2 separate regions of the Mus musculus genome follow, and region 1 is linked to region 2. Evidence: chromatin contacts called from public Hi-C data. All regions are on one chromosome and are shown on one strand. The core of a region is the stretch at or near the end of the contact, and the rest is flanking DNA. Distances in the headings are between cores, read along the strand shown.

The links. A called contact is a pair of places that touch in the nucleus more often than the background predicts.
Region 1: a contact with region 2 is called in a Hi-C map of bone marrow-derived macrophages, with 27 read pairs. The contact joins two enhancer-like sites. A contact is called at or near these places in 5 of 15 datasets of contacts at CTCF or cohesin (the NIH/3T3 cell line, hippocampal excitatory neurons, large pre-B cells and 1 more), 23 of 484 Hi-C or Micro-C datasets (the Ba/F3 cell line, the G1E-ER4 cell line, the HL-1 cell line and 13 more), 5 of 115 datasets of contacts at active chromatin or transcription factors (the HPC-7 cell line, bone marrow-derived dendritic cells, embryonic stem cells and 2 more) and 3 of 9 other capture datasets (adipose tissue, liver and pancreatic islet).

Annotation. Positions count from the first base shown.
Region 1 is chr3:107,851,688-107,855,029 of GRCm38.p6, reverse strand. No RefSeq gene overlaps it. Among named protein-coding and RNA genes, the nearest start is that of Eps8l3, 24 kb to the left of the region's middle. Within about 2 kb of position 2,084, at least 72 of the 459 cell types and tissues checked have an H3K27ac peak or open chromatin away from gene starts, as enhancers often do. A contact at or near this core is called in bone marrow-derived macrophages, where this site is marked.
Region 2 is chr3:107,657,846-107,660,969 of GRCm38.p6, reverse strand. No RefSeq gene overlaps it. Among named protein-coding and RNA genes, the nearest start is that of Gm52629, 25 kb to the left of the region's middle. Within about 2 kb of position 1,794, at least 1 of the 459 cell types and tissues checked has an H3K27ac peak or open chromatin away from gene starts, as enhancers often do. A contact at or near this core is called in bone marrow-derived macrophages, where this site is marked.

The DNA.
Region 1 (3,342 bases), core at 835-3,334, 190 kb before region 2:
GCACCCATCTCTCTCAGATACTCATTGTTCCTGAGGGAATTCGGGCTTCCCATGCCCCGGGGACCCCTGGAAAACTGTGAACAGTGCACCGCTGTGGATGCAGAGTGTGGAACGGTCTTCGGGGTGGTGGGTGGAGGCTGGGTGGGACAGAGAGCTCTGCGCAGTGTGCTTGTTGTTGGTTGGCTTTGGCCCTACCCAGGGCTCTTCACTGAGGGAGTTATGCTCTGATTGCAGTCTCTGAATACACTGGGAAGCTAACGTCCACATGTCACCCCATCTTGAACCATGCTTACACAAGGCCCTGCCTTCACATCTCCAAGCCCCACCAGTACCTGGATGGTCCATCAACCTCCGGGCTTCATCCAGGGATCCCTCCTTGTACTTTAGCAGCTTCTGAGGCCACTTCCCTGACCACCATCTTTTGGGCCATCCATTTAAGACAGCAGCTTCTATCCTGGCTTCTTCTTGATTATCCTATTCCCAACTGCTTTGTCCAGGAGTCCAGAAATGCACTTCATGCTTCTAGAAGCATTCAGTGCTTCTAGAGCATAAAGACAAAAAGTAGCTCTCAAGTGCTGGGCTTCCCCCTTGCCTTCTCCCTGATATCCAGGTATTGGGGAGAAAATCACAACAGGATGTCCCACTGGAGCCCGTCTCTTCTCTGTTCTGAGTCTGGGCTGCTTTGCTGGCCCACGGGCAGGTGGACGGACATTGAGGCTGACCATCAAGAGATCTGGGAGTGGAAGATATGGCATCGCTGTAGGGATGATCGTGTTGTAGGGTGTAGAAAGGAGATGGAGCCCCACCTCAGCATGAGGGATAAAAAGGGACCAAAGCTCTAATGTGGTCTGCAGGGATAAAGCAGGAGCCCCAGCAAGCGCAGCACTGGAGGAATAGCCACAGATGGTCCTGGACCGTCTTGAGCAATAGCCCTGGGAGTAGCTGAGAAAATAGCCTCTGTCGTTGTCCTTGGCCGCCTCTGCAAGGTCCCCATGGCTATGTTATACACGGGTTGGTACAGGGCCCACTTCCTCTTCTGACCACGTGTGACTCCCTCAGTAAGGTCTTCATTCCAGTTCTTAAGCAGAGGTACCAAAGCTGGGCTCTCCACACAGACCTAGGGATTGTTGAACAGTCAAAGAGAGAAACAGCTTTGAGAAGACGGTGCGTTCTTCCAAGTACATGGATGCCTCTTGACTTACAACGGGTCTGGTTTCCAGTAAGTTTATCGTACATTGAGAGTGTCATTGAAGATGCAGTTCATATACCCAGCCTCCCCAAAACCATGGCTTAGCAACTCAGTACACTGTAGGGTCTCATTGTTGCTTGCCACCATCACATGGTTCACTAGGAGCTGTGGCTGCCTGTCACTTCCCAGCCTCACCAGAGAGGGCCAGATTACATATCCATAGTCACGGGAAAAGACCCACATTCAAAGTGTGTTTTCTGTTGTATTGTGTGCATTGCTTTCATAGCACTAAGCTAGACAGCCACTGTAAGTTTGGAACCGTCTGTAGTCGATTGGATAGTTTATAATTAAATTACGAGTCAAAAATATCCACTTCTGAGATGCCTGTTTCTTCTCACGGTTGCCAAGACAACTGGTCCTGTTTAGAGCATACTGTGTACCAGGTACTTCAAAAGTCTCTGTCACTCTTTAATGTTCAGGATGTGGGTGCTTTTTGGTCACCATTTTAAAGGTGACAAAACCGAAACAAAGAAAGCACCTTTCCCAAAGTCAGGCACAGAACCAGCAAAGCTGGAAAAGGAACCGCCAGCCACATCTCCCTACCCCAAAGGCCTTCAGCAACAGAGTCTGCACTTTTGCAGCATCCAGAGTACACACATGCAGAGCCCAGGACCCAGGCTTCCAAGGAGGAGTTCTCCAGGCCTCCATCAGGTACCCTTCTCATATCCCATAGCAGTGTGGACACCAGGGCAGCAAAGGGGCGGGGCAACCACAGCCCACGAACCCTAGGGGCTCGTGAGTTTCCACTGCCCACCAGCAGGTTTCACAAGCCTTCTGACGTTGACAGGGTGTCCTAAATGGGGAGAGCAGGAAGCTCAGAGCCCTGTGGTCTGCCGGCATTGCTCAGAGTTTCCTGGGCTGAGTCTTTCCGTGGGGCCTCCACGGGGCTCTGCCAGTACCCCCATCCTGAGGCTTTGTGGGTCTCATCTGGCTCTGAGAGATATATTCCCCTGTCTCCAAGTCAGAGGGCTCTGCATCTGGGTGCTAATCCTCAGAGGCCCCTGAATCTGCCAGTGGTCGTAAGGTGGCTGATAGTTTATAGGGACCAGTTCTACCAGGTGGAGCGGGGACTTTCAGTCAATAGACCTGAGTCCTTCAGATTCAATGCTACTGGCATTGTAGTCACAGGCAGGGGTCTTATCGCCCAAACTCCTGCCTTCATCCACTTTCCAAGAGGTGCAGAACACTCAGCAACAGAAAAGTGCCTCAAGGACTGGTAGGTCTGGCAGAACCCTGGCCTGCCCCACAACCTGCCTGTCTTCCTTCTGAAAACTTCTCAGAGGCTGGGTTTCTAGGTCTCTGCAGAAGAGAGGAAAGACATGCTAGGGGAAGATAGTACCAGAGGCAAGCCGGGGGTGGGGGTGGGGGGGGAGAGGATAACGGGATCAATCTGGATCTGCACTGGGCTCTCATATTAATTCATTTCTAGGAGGGAGGGATCCTTACCCTATTTTATAGATGAGGTCCAGAGCACTAAACACATTGCTCAGTGTTACAGAGCTGGAAAATGGGAACATAGGCAATCTGGAATGAGGATAAATGGAGACAGGGGTGGTGACACTGGAAAGGATGGGAGAGTTACCAAAGGCTGGACACATCCATCCTGCTTACTGCTGCAGGGCAGTGTCCGGCGCAGGGCTTGGAATACAACGGAGACTCTACACACACGCTTCTGAGGTGTTGACCCATTGCTGATCTGGAGACACACTACACTTAGAAAGGGATGCTCGAGTTGTGGGACTGGAGGTCAGAGTGGGACCCCACACTGCTGTCCTCAGGCAGCCAGGCTCTTTTCCCAGTGAGACTGCCGACTCCACACAGACAAGACCCAGCGGAAAGTCAGGGCTGTGCTATTTGTTCATTTTTGTGTTTTTGGTTATGTGTGTGGTGTGTATGGTGTATTGTGTGTGTTCATGTGAAAGGGGTTGCACACACACATGTACACACCTGTGGGTGGAGGCCAGATGTCTATGCCTGTCTTCCTCTACACTCTCAGTCTCTCACTGGACCAGATGGTCACTGACTTGGCGGGACCAGCTGACCAGCGAGCTCTAGGGCTTCTCCTGTCTCTAAACGCCTCAGTTCTGGGACTA
Region 2 (3,124 bases), core at 545-3,044:
TCTGATGCCCTCTTCTGATCTCTGCAGGTACCTGCACACACATGTACATAAACACATGCAAACAGATTTTTTTTAATAATAAAAAAAAACAAATGATTACTCTTGCTTCAGGAGGGATACAATGAGTTCCCTATTTGGCAAGGGACTTTCTGGAACTGCTCAAATGACAAAACCTATTTCATTTAGTAACACAATATTGCAGGAGGACTTCACTCCAGTCCAAGTGAGTATATCCCAGAGAAAGGATTGGCAGATGGACTTTACCCACATGCCACCAACACAGAGCTGTGCCTAGCTCCTAGTCATTACTGACACCGTATGCTATGGAATAGAGTCTCTTCTATAGCCCAAGCTGTCCTTGAACTCACTGTCCTGCCTCTGTCTTCTAATTGGTGGGACTACAGGCATATGTTACCCTACTTGACATTTAAAGGGATCATTCTTGACTTTGAGTTACCAAGGCCCTATAGAGTAGTAATGGGCCTTCCTTTACAGCAAAATACTCAACTGTCAGGATCCATCTAGGAGAGCCTAAGGCTAGCAGGTGACTTTCCTAGATATGACCTACCATTTTTGCATGGCCTATGATGGGTGAGCTCTTAAGAGGCAAGGTCCCAATAGACTTTATTTCAGGATTGATTGCTTCTTACAGCTGGTATGCCTTTTTCTGTCATTAGTACATAGTCTAATGGCTCCTGCATAATAAGGAATACAAAAGAGAAATAGGCTGGGGACAAATTTGTGATCGAGGAAAAACACCCTATGTCAGATCCAAGGATGAAGCCACAAGTATGTACTATGATAAAGGGAGGTTATGGGAAACTGTTGCTTTGAACTTATAATGAGCTTATAGACTGAAACACTGCTTTGAACTATCAACATCCTGCAATTCCCCCTTTATCATTTTTCTATGAGAACTTTCTAAAGAACTTTTGTCTAAGAAGGTATAAGGCCAGAGAAAAGGAATAAAGTGTGGCATCTGGGGCTGTGTGGCCCATCCACCAAATGTATGTATGTATGTATGTATGTATGTCACTATGCATGAACACATGTGAAGTCGATGAGACAAGTGGTCCAGTCGGACCTCTGGTTCACGAAGAGTTAATGAGTTCCAAACCTCTCTCCTGGCCAGCAAAAGGTCCTTAAGAGAGAAAAGAAACCAGTGCTAAATACCACAAAATAGTAAGAGAAAATTACAGAGAAAGAAGCCAGCCTTTTTAAAGCACAAATACTAAGAGAAAAGAAACCAGCACTTACTAAAGCACAAACAGTAAGATTATACGGCCAGGGATCATCAGTCTTTGACCTTTATTTGATGCTGTGTCCCACCCAGTCCCGGTGCCCTAAAGGCTGGGGCAGGCCCATGGCACCCAACAGTTCTCTTCTGTGCTGAGGATCACCAATTACTTTTGATATGGATAACATAACAAAAATGCTAATTATAGACATAAAAACATCCTGGCCAAGTTATTTCAGAGAACTCAGTCCTGACTAAAACTGCTCATCCATGTGCCTTCTCTGAGTATGAAGAGCTCCTGATTCCTTAAAATAGTCTTTGTGAGGTGTTCTACAGTTGTTTTGTTTATAGAAATCTTACCAGCTTCTGACACATGAGGAATTTCTACTTAGTCCTGGGAGTTACAAGCCTGTTCAAAACTTGAAGGAGGATCTAGGTGAAGTTGTTCAGCTGTTAGAAAGGTTGCTCTTGAAAAGGTCCTGAGTTCAATTCACAGTAACCACATGGTGGCTCACAACCATCTATATAATAGAATCTGATGCCCTCTTCTGGAATGCAAGAGTATATGCAGACAGAGCACTTGCATATAAAAGAATACATGAACAAAACAAAACATGGAGGTTTACCCTCTGTTCAGCTCTACTCTAAATAGAAGGGTATCCCAGCTTGTCGCTCCCACTATTGTGAATCTCAAGGGTTCATAGGAAAACAAAGATGGCAAACTACTCTAACTGGTCCTACAGCCCTAGGAAGGCTTCTCTTCAAAAGGGATTATAGAAGCCAATTATCAGCTAAGTAATATGAGTAAAGGCCTCTCTGCCTGGAGGTTTTCTTGTTAATAGTTTTTCTTAGCTAGCTTGTCTGTTACAGGTCATCCTAACCCACTTCACCCTGAACTAACCTCTTTCTAAATCATGTTATCCCAATTCTCCCTAACACACAAATGATGAAATAATACTGGTCACATCCTCCTCACCTGCTACAGTTTGGATTTTCCTCATGGTCCTGAGTGTCCGCACACTTGGTCTCCAGCTGGTAACTCTGTGTTGGGAGATTGTGAAACCTTTGGGGCATAAGTGAGTTCTAGCTGTTGTCTGTGGGTCACTGCAGGCAAGCCTCCAGGGTAATATGCTAATAGTCACTTCTCTATCATGGATTCAGACAAGATGCCAATGGTGTTGGACTGAAGCCATGGGTGGAAATCCTTACTTATGTTGCTTCTGCCTGGTATTTTGTCACAGAATGGGGAGAAGAGTAAATGATAACAACAGCAATAACAATAATGATAATAGTAATGATGATGATGATGATGCTTCCCAGAAGCCTTAGGTCTGGCTAGTTGCTGAATTTGCCACCAACGTCCATATCTGGCTCTTTTTACTTGAAATTCCTGCAAACATAAAAGTGGTCTCTTTAGACAGATTTTTCTTTTTCAAGCAAAGCCTACCCACCCTAATCCTACAGTGCCCTTAGACAGCTAAACAAACGAATTTTTGTTCATTTCTATTCCAAATCTATGGTCTGGCTTACTAGCAGAGTCACAGATATTAAATCAGAGACCACTTATGTGAGAGGACTCATGCTATGAGAATGACCCCAGGAGATCCCCAGACCATTTTCTCAGGTACTCAGGGATGGAATTTTATTTGCTATTATAACCAATCCTCTGAGAAAACAAACAAATAAATAAAACCAGCGTCCTCCAACTCTGCTGCTTCCTTGGTTGTGTGCACCCTCCTGTAACATTGTTCTCTACCACATTTGTCAACTGGGTGTGATATCACATGCATCTATTCCCAGGCAGAGGCTGGCAGATCTCTGAATTCGAAGCCAGTGTGGTCTACAAGTGAGTTCCAGGACATCTGGGGCTACACAGAGAAACCCTAT